Linked DNA regions of Anser cygnoides: region 1 is linked to region 2. The links are chromatin contacts, called in public Hi-C maps. All regions are on one chromosome and are shown on one strand. Each heading gives the region's core, a stretch centred on a gene start, on an enhancer-like site or on the middle of the called end of the contact. The rest is flanking DNA. Distances are from core to core; before and after follow the strand shown. Region 1 holds the start of TSNAXIP1 (translin associated factor X interacting protein 1). Region 2 holds the start of PLLP (plasmolipin).

Region 1 (5,918 bases), core at 2,764-5,263, 140 kb after region 2:
CACGGTGTAATAAATACCAGAGAGCTTCCTAAGAGCAGAGATGTTGCTGACACAGTTTGGCATTAGAACACACAGGGCCCCAATGGGCTGACTTCAAACGGTTAAAAATGAGACACACAAGAGTAAGCTTTAAGGGACAGGCAGCAGCTATAAGGTCACAATTACAAATCCCCAAAACCACAATGACAAAAATCGGAGCACTCTCCACCACCAAAAGAAAAGCAAGGCATAAGAGTGGCTGAGACGTAAGTCAAGCTCTCCAACGGCTCACCGCTGCACTGACTTCGGACCATAGCTATCAACATTTCATGTTCATATCGCTGTAATGTTAAGACACGCGGTTCCATATTGCCCAAAGTGTTCCTGGAAGTCATTGGGATTACAGACTACACGAAAAAAAAGACAAAACTCTGATCTTGGGAAGCATGCAGCAAATTCCATCGTCTCCCTGTAACGTTGACCTGGAACGCAGCAAGGAGTAAGTGCCGCTCCGTGACCTTTCGTAAAGTGATTTCCTCGGAAAACTGTCTTGATGCACACCGTAGATAATTTTAATTTTAGCAGCTACATAAACTAATCAAGTGCACAGTTTCAAAACAGACAAGCAGTTCAACACAAAGTCAGTGAACTGAAAGGATAGAGAAGGTCTTCTCCCGGCATTCGTAAAGCATTCAGCCCAGCATTCGCAGATGTACGGATAACCTTTTACAGTTAGTAATTACTGCAATTATTGCAACAAATGCAACACCACTGAAGATCCTTTGCAAGTCCCCTTACAAACAGGTCACTTCTCAATTCAACGGTGACAGCAACAGTAAGAAATTAGGACTAATTTGGCTTCTAGTGGGAATGTTTGCTGCCCTTCCCTAAGACCTGTAAACAGGCCACAGTTCAAATGTTATTCTTGCAGACCTGGATTAATTAATTACACTCAAAACCTTCTCCTGGTCCGCTTTACCTTCTGGATGGCTGTAGCTGTGACATTCAGCCTTTAGCAAGGGAAAAAAAAAAAACACACACACAAAGCACGTTGATACCTTTACCATGATTAAAAACTAATCTACACTACCAGCAGAAGCCCAAACCCTGTTAGAAATGCCCCTTTCCTGCATTCCCACATTTCCCCAAATCCTGAATATGCTTTTAAAGGAACTCCATAAGAGATGTCCTGATCCAGCCACATTTTGGGTGAAAATAATGCCCAATACAGTGACCACAAGACTGGATGAGATCCAGAACTCACTGCCAGGTCAGGTCGCTGACGTATCACTTAGTAAGGTACAGCTGCTGCTAACATAGGATTTGCTGCTTTTGCAGTTCTTCCGTTCAAAATAGCATAGACTGATACGGCAAATAGAGTCTCAGCAACAGTCTACAGTGTTAAATACTACCATAATACATATATATATGTTTGGTCAGGAAAAACATTCTTATATTTAGCACTCTGGTTCCAGCACAGTCTCCCAAGCCTCCACAGTTGTGATCTGTCACGATGCAATCTATCCTGAGAAACCAACTCGAGTCCAAACTCGGGACCTACACCAGAAATGATACAAGTTTCACTGATTCCAGCTTACATGCGTACACACCTCATTCCTTCCCCCCCCCTCCACAAGACCTTTTCCTTCATCATGTATACAGGACATTTAAAAACAGCCTCAGACGTTCTCCTTCCAGCACTCTTGTAGCTCTATAACCTCTCTTCCCCATGCAAACATCCCTCTAACAGTCCAACATTAATTTTCAGGTCCCTCCCTTATTCTTCACTTCAATTTTAAGCCATCAGGAGCTGTGATCCAAACATGAACCCTGCACTCATTAGTTAGATCCTGATTTCTAAATTTTTCTTCCCATGAGACAGCCTAATGAAAACAACTGTGTGTCATCACCCGATCGGGAGCTTGGGCAGAGCAGTTCTCAGTGATCAGCGGCCCTTATTCCCTCCTGTCAACACGAATGCTAAATTTGAAGCCTACCCACATTTCAACAGAAATGTCTCCAAGAAAGATTGTTCACCCCCACACGAAAGAAGAAAACTAGCAAAAGTGCAATTCTGCTGTCTGCCGTGAATTCCATCTGTCTGACCTAGGGCTAGGCTCCCAGGCCACCTCTGTGATGCCTCAGTACTTCTTTTTACTGCCAGGTACCTGAGCGACCAGACCTAGCTAACAAGAGAAGGGAGGATTATAATTCAAGTTGTACCAGGCACCCAGAATTTCTTCTATTTGCATAACTGTCCACATCAAACTGCGCATTAAGAAGCTCTGTAAGTGCCTCTGCCTCCAGAGCATTCTTACCCCGTGTTCCCTGTTAACCCCACGTAACAGCCGTCTGACCTCCAGCCCTTCGGGAGAGGAAGGTCTGAGCACAGCAGGGCTGTTAAACACACGCCACCAACCACCAGACTGGAATCAGGTACTCACCCATCTCTACCTTTGCTGACGATCTTCACCTCAAAGTAATAAATGCCACAAGCTGCAGGTATGGGATGCGTGGCCCTGACTGAGGCAGCATCTTTGTGGTTTTTACCATGACCTAGGAAAGAACAAAGATTTCAGTACCTATGGGCCTTGAACCCTCTCGTGTTTCGTTCTAAAGCTCTGCTGGCTGAACCTGGCAGGGACCTGTTTCTCCACACATTCAAAGCGCCCTTTTCAGAGAAGCGGGATTGCGATCCTGCACTGCCACCACCTCCGTCCCCCTCACCGCCAGCGCTGTAGTCTTCCCTTTGTCTTCCCCCCCGAAGAGGCTGAGCGAGGCGCGGTGCTCCCTCTCCATCTCCCCACACGCTCAGCTTAGAGACCGGCACACACGGCTAGGAGACAGCTCCGTTACGCAAGAGGGGAATGACATCAGTATTTACTAACCGGGCAGCACAGGGTACGACCGGCTCTCCGCGGGGAGGGTAGGGACAACGGCCCCCGGCAGCGAGAAAGCAAAGCCCCACAGCGAGCCCCGAGCCCTACAGGCGCCTGTTTCGCGTTAAGCCGCGGGCCGGCAGCCCCGCTGGGGCAGCGTGCGGGGCCCCCCCGAGCCCCCGGCCGGGCCCTACGGAGGACGGGCCGCCCGCAACGCCCGGCGGCGCTGCGCAGCGTTACATAAGGCACCCGCACGGGCCTCCCGGGCCCGGGGAACCCCCCCGGGGCCGGAGCCCGGCCCCAGCGCCTCGTCCCGCGGCCGGAGAGCCCCTTCCCCGGGGGCTGCCGGACCCGGGGGGGCCCCGCCCGGCCCAGCCCGGCCCTGCCCGGGGGCTCCCTCCGGGCCCACCCCGGCGCCTCCGCCCCAGCCCCGGCACCTTTGTAGTGGACGCGGAGGTTGCCCTGCGAGAGGCCGATGTAGTTGTACTTGTCCTTGGGGCTCCAGGAGCGCGGCAGCGGCGTCTCCTCCTGGTTGACGGCGGGGTACAGGCGGCGGAGGCGCCGGCTCAGCTCCTGCTCCTCGGCCGGGCCCGGCGCCGCCGCCGCGTCCCCCCCGTGCAGGCTCCCCGCGCCCGCCTCCGCCATCTTGGATCCGCTTTGTGTCACCGGGCGGGGAGCGAGGCCCGGCTCCCGGCGCCAGCCAATGGGGCGCGAGCGTGGCCACAATGGGGCCGCGCCGCCCGACGGGAAGCGGAGTCCATCCCGCTCCCGCGCCGCCGCCTCCCGCATTCGGACGAACTACAAGCCCCGAAAGGCCCCGCGCTCGAGGCCCCGCCTCCCTCCCGCCGCAATGCACGCTGGGAACCGTGTCCCCGCTCCGCTGGGCTCTGCGGAGCGCGGCCCCTCGTAGGACTCGCTCTCCCAGCGTGCCCCGCGGCGCCGCCGTGCCGAGAGGCCGCAGCTCGGCTGCCGGCGTCCGTCGCCTGCCTCCGCGCAGGGGCCGAAGCGGCCGCCCGGCGGGGAGCGCGGGGGACGCCGCTCCGCCGGCCTCGCCCCGCTCCCGGCCGCTCCGCAGAGCCCGCGTCCCGCGGGGCCGGGGCCGGGCCGCGACGGCGCCGCCGCGCCTGGCGAGCGGCAGCAGGCGCCGACGGGGCACCTACGGCGGCAGGCGGGGGTCCTGAGGGGCGGGGGGGCGGGCGTCGCCATGGCGACGGCTGTAAACAGGCGGCTGGCGCCGGTGAGGGACGGGGCCGGGCGCGGGCGGCGGCGACGGCTCGGGGGGAGCCGGGCGGGGGAGCCCCGCGGGCCGTTGGGGCGGCTCCGCCTGAGCCCGTCCCGGGGGACCCCGCGCTGAGGTGGAGCCGAGGCAGCTGCCCGGGGCTCTCCGCCCTCCTCGCTGCCGTCGCTCCCCGCGGGGGGCCGAGCGGACGCGCGGCGGTTTCAGGCGGTCCGAAGGGCCCGAGTCAGCCAGAGCGGCGGGGCGCTCTCCCCGGGGCGGCCCAGGGGAGCGCCCAGAGAGGCGTGCGGCAGCGGCAGCGGGGGCCGGGACCGAGGCAGGCCCTGCCCCTCGGCAGTGCGGAGCTGCTGGGGGGGTTTGGGGGGTTTCGGGGAGCTGCGGCTTGAAGCGGCCGTGTCACAGCCCGCCAGTCACCGCTGCCGATACCTGGATACCGAGCCGTGTCCGACCGCGTTCTGCCAGCACCGGGACCACAAATTCACTGCCATCCCTTAGATTGCTTTACCATGTTATGGTGACGCTCGTTTTCCCCACAACACGCGTGCAACTGTATGTTTACTTGAAAGGCCTTTCGCTTACGCCTACCCATGTCTAATCTTAGGAAAGACTAGAAAGGGTGAGAGAGTGGTCGCACCCTGGAACAGGCTCCCCAGGGACGTAGTCACGGCACCAAGCCTGTCTGAATTTAAGAAGCGTTTGGACTGTGCGCCTAGTCACATGGTCTAAAATTTTGGGTAGACCTGTGCGGTGTCAGGAGTTGGACTCGATGACCCATATGGGTCCCTGCTAACTCAGGATATTCTATGATTCTATAAAGACAGTTCCTGATTATATTTCTTCCATGACTTGTCAATTCGATTGGCTGCAGGGTCATCTGCGCTTGGCACTACTACCAGCCCAGAGAACCAGCTTTGCAGGTACTTTTGGGACCCCAAGTCCCAGCTCTTGACTCATGGGTATCATTTTTCCAGCTGTTTCTAATCTCACCTCTTCAGATGACCGATTTACTCAGGCTTGTCCAGCTGCAGGGTTCAGCTTGGCCGCTGTCACTGGGACAGTGAGGAAAGTACCCAATGTTGTAGTGGTTTTCAAATAGCCAGTCCTGGAGTTCAGCTGTACCACAAATCTTTCCATCCGTCCCTCTGTGTACATTAATCTGCCGGATATTTTCGTCTGTCAGGCACTGCATAATTGGCTGCTTACTTTAGGTATACATCAGCCAGATTCTCAGTCTTCAACTGTATATTTAGTTAATTCTGTATGTTTTGAAGATGTTCTGTGTTCTTCCCTGCTGTTGCACAGGACCTCTTGAATCTTCCTGTGAGATTGCAAATTGCCAAATGCATATGAACAGTCTGAAACCCATCCTGCCAAAGAAACAGAAGACTCCGGTGAGTTCAAGAATTCCAGCGAAACACCCAGCCCTTACCTAATAGTGAACTTTGGAATCTTGCTGGAGGCCCAGGGATCACCCAAAGCTATTAGGAAGTCAAGCAAATTTTAATTATTTTTGTATTTTGTTTGAGAGCGAAGGGGGATGGGAAGGGCAGAAGCTGTGTGGTGATGCAAACTCCTGTATTTCAGATTCAGGTGTCATCCTTGTGAATTAATTATAGGAGCTTTAAGGGTGGAGGAAAGAGAAGAGGAATATAAACGTCATTCTTGGCTGCAACAACTTGTGTGGACATACATGCCAAATACTGCAGCCAGAATTTGACCCATATAGTTTAAACTAAGGAAAGAAAGAAACCACAAGTTGTTTAATTGCAGGCTAAAAGCATCTTACAGCCAACAGGAACATCTGCTCCATAGTATGCATCAGT
Region 2 (5,638 bases), core at 2,542-5,041:
AGTACACCCAGCAGCCTGCGCTTGGAGGCAATTCCGAAAGCTTAAAAAGCAAAAGGTCAAAAGCGACAACCTATTGCAAAAGGTTGGTTCGGGGCTTTCCTGAGGCGTTTCCCAGGGAGGAGCCCCCTTGCTCACTCTCGGTTACATACCACGAGGGGCCAGGGGATCACGTAGAACTTCAGTGGAAGCTGCAGGAGGTAGGTCATGAAGAGGAGGACTGTTGCTACCCAGAAGAAGATGGACACAAACATCACCCAGCCGTATGCTGCGTGGAGGTGGTAGGTCGTGTCGGCAATGAGAGCCCACACCAGTAGGCCAAGCACCTGCAGGGTGGGAAGGGGAAAGCGTTCAGGTGGCCATTCCTGCAGGTGTAGAAACCGGGTCTGCACATCCTAGCTGCTGCCTGAAAACGTCACCACGGGGAAGCTTGGGACAGGGTCTCCATCTGGGACCCTCATCACTTGGGGTCACCCTGTTCCAGATTTTGGCCCCAGGAGCCAGCACAGGGATGTCCTGCAAGGCAGAGCCAGTGAAACCAGGGCATCCCTGCCACCAAAGGTCCCTTCTTGCCCAGCTGCTCCGTGCCAGGCTGGCACAGCACTGGGAATGTGACGTGGGCTGGATGGGATCCAGATGTGTGGTGGCTTCTGGGGCCCCAGCTAAGCCATGACGTCCCCCAGGTACAGTATCACTGGAAACAAAAAAACGAGCTGCTTGTTGCTGTTTGGTTAGGTGTGGTCTGGTTTGGTTTGGTTTGCATCCTGTGCAAACAGCTTCTAGGGCTCACCTTTCGCATCAAGCAGGTTTAACTACATAATTGTAGCATCATGTGCCTGCAGGCTACCTGCAGCGTAATCCAAAAAAAAGCAGATAGCCGAGTCTGTTTCTACTGCTCAGCAAGAAATAAGCAGAGAAACAATTCCTGATGTGCATACAAGTGTCAAAAAAAAACCACTGGATTTATGTTTGCATTTCTAAGGGACCACAGGGACCCCGCATCTGGGGCCTTTTACACCTGGCGAGCTTCATGCTACCTTATCACAAGAAACAGATCTTAGAGGTCTTTTCCGGCCTAAATGATTCTGTGATTCCAAGTGCAGTTGTGCAGATCCCAGCATGCGTGGGCTGTCCAGCTCCTGCCCCACTGAACATCATGGTACCAAGGGAGAGCTCCTGCCCGCGAGGGCTTCACCAACCATCATCCTCATCCTGGCATGACTGGAGACTGCATCCCATGGCTTTCTCATGAGCTTGGCTGGGAATGGAGGTGCCAGCCTCTGTTTTGGCAGAGCCGGGTGAAGCTGGCAGGGAACTGCGGGCCCATCCGCGGGGAGGAGAACAGCCCTTTGAAAGCAGCTGGCAGGGCGCTCACGCTGACGCTACCAACGTCTGCGTTGCTTATTGTCACACCGGAGACACAACAGCCTTTGTCCCACTGAGCACAAAGCCTTGGTGCTCGGCTGCTGTTGCCTCCATCTGGACAATGCCGCCTTTTCTTTCACGTTGATTTCTAACACTCGTGATGGCAAAACAGGCATTCAGGAGAAACTTAGGAGAAAAAAAAAAGGCGTGCTCTGGCAGCAGGAGATGGTGTGTGCGAGCTGCCTGGAGCTCACCGACAGGAAGAAAAGCAGAAGCCCCTAGAGGAGAGGTTTTGGGGAGCTGTGCAAGCACATGTAACACTGCTGTGGAAGGAAGCAGTACAGACTGAGCAGTGACACTGGTGGGCTGCAGAGATGGTAACGGCAGCAGCTTCTACTGGTCTTGGCACCTTCTCTCTTTCCCCATGCTCCTTAAGACACCCCCTTGCAATGCTCTTCCCTGACCCTTCCCTGAGTGCTTGTTCCCATGTCACAACCAGCCCAGCCATGCTCAGGAGCCAAAATCTGGACACAGGTGCTTGTTAACATAGCTGTGTTAGCCTCCCCCGTGGGTGGATTTACATCTATGGCAAATTAGGTCCCTAACTGCTCATCCTTTGCTTTTTGCCCATCATCAGCATCATAAAGAGTCCTGGTTTGTGCCATGCCTGGGATAGCACAGGACAGCAGCAGGTGTTCTGCAGCAGCTGCTCGGGGCACATCCTGCTGCTGCCCAGCACAACACTGTGCTGAGGAGGGTGCACAAGCAAACAGGCTCTCCAGCAAAGAAGGGCGGCACCACTGGCTTTCTCTGTAGCAAACAGCGGAACAGATCACACATGGCCCCGTACACAGGTGAACACCCACCCATACACATGCACTTTGTTGCATCCAAAGTCTCAGGTACCAGGATCAGGAGCAGTTCATTCTGTGGTTGTCTCCGATGCAGAAGCAATGCCGGAGGGTGAGATGCTGCTGCTGCTCATTTTGACAATGCATAGACCCTTGGGCTTGTCCGAAAGCAACTGTCAAAGCCTGACTGCAGGGGAGGACAACTGGACCACCCCGGGACAGCCCTGCAGGCACCCATGAGCAGCCCCAACGCGTGCTGGTTGGGATGTCACAGTTCATGCAAGCGCACGCTGTCTCCCCGACCTGTTTGTATGCAGGTTTACCCTCAAACACCTCCCCTGACCAAAAACGTCTACACGCTTGTAGCTCACGTCATGTGGTGGGCTGGGATCCTGCAGCTTGGCCCCACGGTGCCAGCCAGGGGGGCAGAGGGGCACGCACCACACAGCTCGCCCACCGGCACGGTGCTGGCCCATGGCCCAGACCCTGCCGGGGACTGCGGGTCCCTCAGCTTGTGTCCCACGGGGCTGCGTGCATCGTCCCGTGCCCGGCGCTGAGAGCTGCTGGGCGTTGAGGCCAGGCCATGAGGACAAGCAGAAGAAGCTTCCTTCAGCTTTGACGAGGGGAGAAGGGGAAAGGGCGTGAGGCCGCAGCACCTCGGGGTTAGAGATTAATCCGAAAGCAAGGACGGGGAAGGGCAAAGGGAAATCCAGTCTGTTTTCGGCCAGGGCAACGCCACTGAATACGGGGTTGGACTATCAGCCTGCAGGGGAAAGAAAACCATTCAAAGGCCGTCATTCCCTCAGGTTGCCTGCACCCGCCTTCGGAAAGATTGGGCAGACGGAAGCTCGCTCAGAAAGCCCCGCAAGCCGCACCGCGAACCGATTTCCCCGCCGACGGAAAGTGCGGGCACGGCGCCGCGGCCGCAGCTCCGCCAGGAGCGGGCAGCACCCGCGGGGTCCGCGGCCGAGCCCCCCCCCCGGTACCGCCGGTACCGCCGGTACTCACGGCCTGGGCGCCCATCAGCCCCCCGAGCGGCGAGCAGAGGAAGGCGCCGTCGAGGGCGGCGAGGCGCGGGGCGGGCAGCGCGGCGGAGGCTCCGGGGGAGCCGCTCCGCGTCCGCACGGCGCCGGGCAGCCCGGCCATGCTGCGGGCACCCGCACGGCTCCGCACGGCTCGGGCCGCCCCCAGCGCCGGCGAAGGGGAGGCCCCGGGGGAAGACCCCCCCCCCCCGGCCTCACCGGGCCCGGCCCGCCCCGTCGGGGCGGGGGCTCCGGGGCTGCTCCCGGCACAGCCCCCCGAGGTGGGGGGGGGGGGACCGGGGCTAAAAAAACCCCGTCCCTGCACACGGTGTGTCCCGACCTGGTTCTTGCCCTTGTTGAACTGCAGGAGGCAGCCCATGTCCCTGCCTGCCCTGGGCCCCCTGGGTGGCACCACGACCCTCAGGTGCATCAGCCACTCCTCCCGCCTTTGTGTCATCTGCACACCCACTGAGGGCGTCCTCTGCCCTATCGGATCTTCGTTAATGCAGATCCCAAGCAGACCGGACCCAGTGTCAATCCCTGGGGTACACCGCTCATCACTGGCCTCCAGCCATTCTTGGCACCGTTGATCACCAGGCCCCGGGCCCAGGCATTCAGCCAGGCTTCAACCCACCTCAGTCTGCCCATCCAGACCCTGCGCCAACAGCTCCTCTGTGAGGACCTGACAGGGGACAGTGTTAAAGGCCTTCTGGAAACACAGGCAGACAACGCCCGCTCCTCTCCCACCGTCTGTCAGGGCAGTTGTTTAATCACAGAGGTTTATCGGGTCGGTAACGACTTCCCCTTGGTGAAGCCACGCTGACGGCTCCTGGAGACGGGGCCGGGGTCCCCGTCGGGGCGGCGCCGCGTGGCACCAAAGGGGCTGCGGGAAGCGCTTGGCGCAGCGGGTCAGGATGGCCGAGCGGTCTAAGGCGCTGCGTTCAGGTCGCAGTCTCCCCTGGAGGCGTGGGTTCGAATCCCACTTCTGACAGCTCCGCGTTTTGCTGCGGGCGCCTCCTGCCTTTTGGCGCGGGCAGCGGCGGCGCTGCGGAGAGGTCGGGAAAACGATCGTGAAACAAAAAAATAAACAAAAAAAAAAACCACGGAGGGCTCCAGGCAAAATGATCGGCGGGTTGTCAGAAGTGGGATTCGAACCCACGCCTCCAGGGGAGACTGCGACCTGAACGCAGCGCCTTAGACCGCTCGGCCATCCTGACAGCGCTGGGCGCCGCCGCCCGGCCCGCGCTACACAACCGGGAGCCGCCCCCCCCCCCCCCCACAACCTGCTCCCCCTTCGCCCCTTCGGTGGCCCCCAGGGCGCGGCTCCCCTCGGGCCCCCCGGGCCGCCGAGGACCCCCTGGGCGAGCTCTGCGGGTGTGGGCAGCGCCGCGGCTCCCCTCCAGCCTTGCCCGACTGCCGGGGCCGTCGGCAGCCACAAGAGCTGCCACCCCGCAGGGCTGCCCTCCCGCCCCGAAGCCGCTTGACGGCAAGCGGGTCGGCGGTTTCGTTCGGCCCCGAGACTGATTCGTAATTCCCTCGCCACTGCTTGTTTCTCCCGTGGGGTTTTGCACGGTGTCTGCAAAGGGCAGGGCAACGAATGATGTGCTCCCGAAGGTGTAACAGTGCTGTGGCTGCCCTTGAAGTGGTTAAACCTCACAAACAGCCCCCCCCCCCCCAGAGGTCACTATCAAAGGCAGCGGTTTTGGTAGTGAAACAATGCAGTCTGTTTTCCAAAGGCTAAATCTGGCGGCTGAGCTAACCTGCCAAGACCACTTCCACCTCCAGACAAAAACACCCGGTGGAAGTCCCAGCCCAGGGCCTCGCGGGGCCACCTCCGGCCGCTGACAGGACTGTGCGGTGCCTTTGTTCTGCCGACCCGAGGCCTGCGAGGGGAAAACCACGGCGGGACACGGCCTGGACCACACGGTGGTTGCAAGCATGACTCAGCACCTCCCGCGGTGCCACCGTCGGGTGTCACCGCCTGGCCTCCCAGCACACGGCACCAGCCGGCAGCCCACGGGCGCCGTGTGCGCGGGGCCTGCCCGTCCCGTGTGCCGTGGGGCTGAACCGCAGCGAGTGCTGGGCGACGCGGGGCAGCAAGCGCAGCCACTCGGGGGATGCAAGGGGCAGCTGTGTCCCGCTGTCCTGGCGTCCACCTTGGCCTGGTTTATTTTAGCACGTTTTATTTAGTCAGAGGATCTGAGTACATTTAATAGTGGTTTTGTACTAACTGTGATACTACATATTTTGAAGAAGTGAGGACTGCTATGGTACTGGGGGAGGTGGCAGGGCATCTTGAATGCCACATGCAACCAGACTGTGCTGGGATGGGAGGGTGGTCTGTGGTCTTGGTTGCAACTCCCTTCTTGAGCTGTTTCTGTAACTTTGGAACTTTTGGGACCA

Evidence for each region. A called contact is a pair of places that touch in the nucleus more often than the background predicts.
Region 1: a contact with region 2 is called in a Hi-C map of liver, with 5 times the contacts expected there. The contact joins the promoter of TSNAXIP1 here to the promoter of PLLP in region 2. A contact is called at or near these places in 2 of 7 Hi-C or Micro-C datasets (both in liver).

The regions. Positions count from the first base shown.
Region 1 is chr12:12,113,620-12,119,537 of Taihu_goose_T2T_genome, forward strand. It overlaps TSNAXIP1 (translin associated factor X interacting protein 1), which reads left to right and starts at 4,014. Exons shown (of 16, transcript XM_067004346.1): 1 at 4,014-4,095; 2 at 5,398-5,486. The coding sequence starts at 5,436. It overlaps RANBP10 (RAN binding protein 10), which reads right to left and starts at 5,220. Exons shown (of 14, transcript XM_067004357.1): 1 at 5,083-5,220; 2 at 2,424-2,535.
Region 2 is chr12:11,977,726-11,983,363 of Taihu_goose_T2T_genome, forward strand. PLLP (plasmolipin) reads right to left here and starts at 3,792. Exons shown (of 4, transcript XM_067004362.1): 1 at 3,576-3,792; 2 at 150-323. The coding sequence starts at 3,692. TRNAL-CAG (transfer RNA leucine (anticodon CAG)) reads left to right here and starts at 4,144; the gene lies at 4,144-4,226. It overlaps TRNAL-CAG (transfer RNA leucine (anticodon CAG)), which reads right to left and starts at 4,452; the gene lies at 4,370-4,452.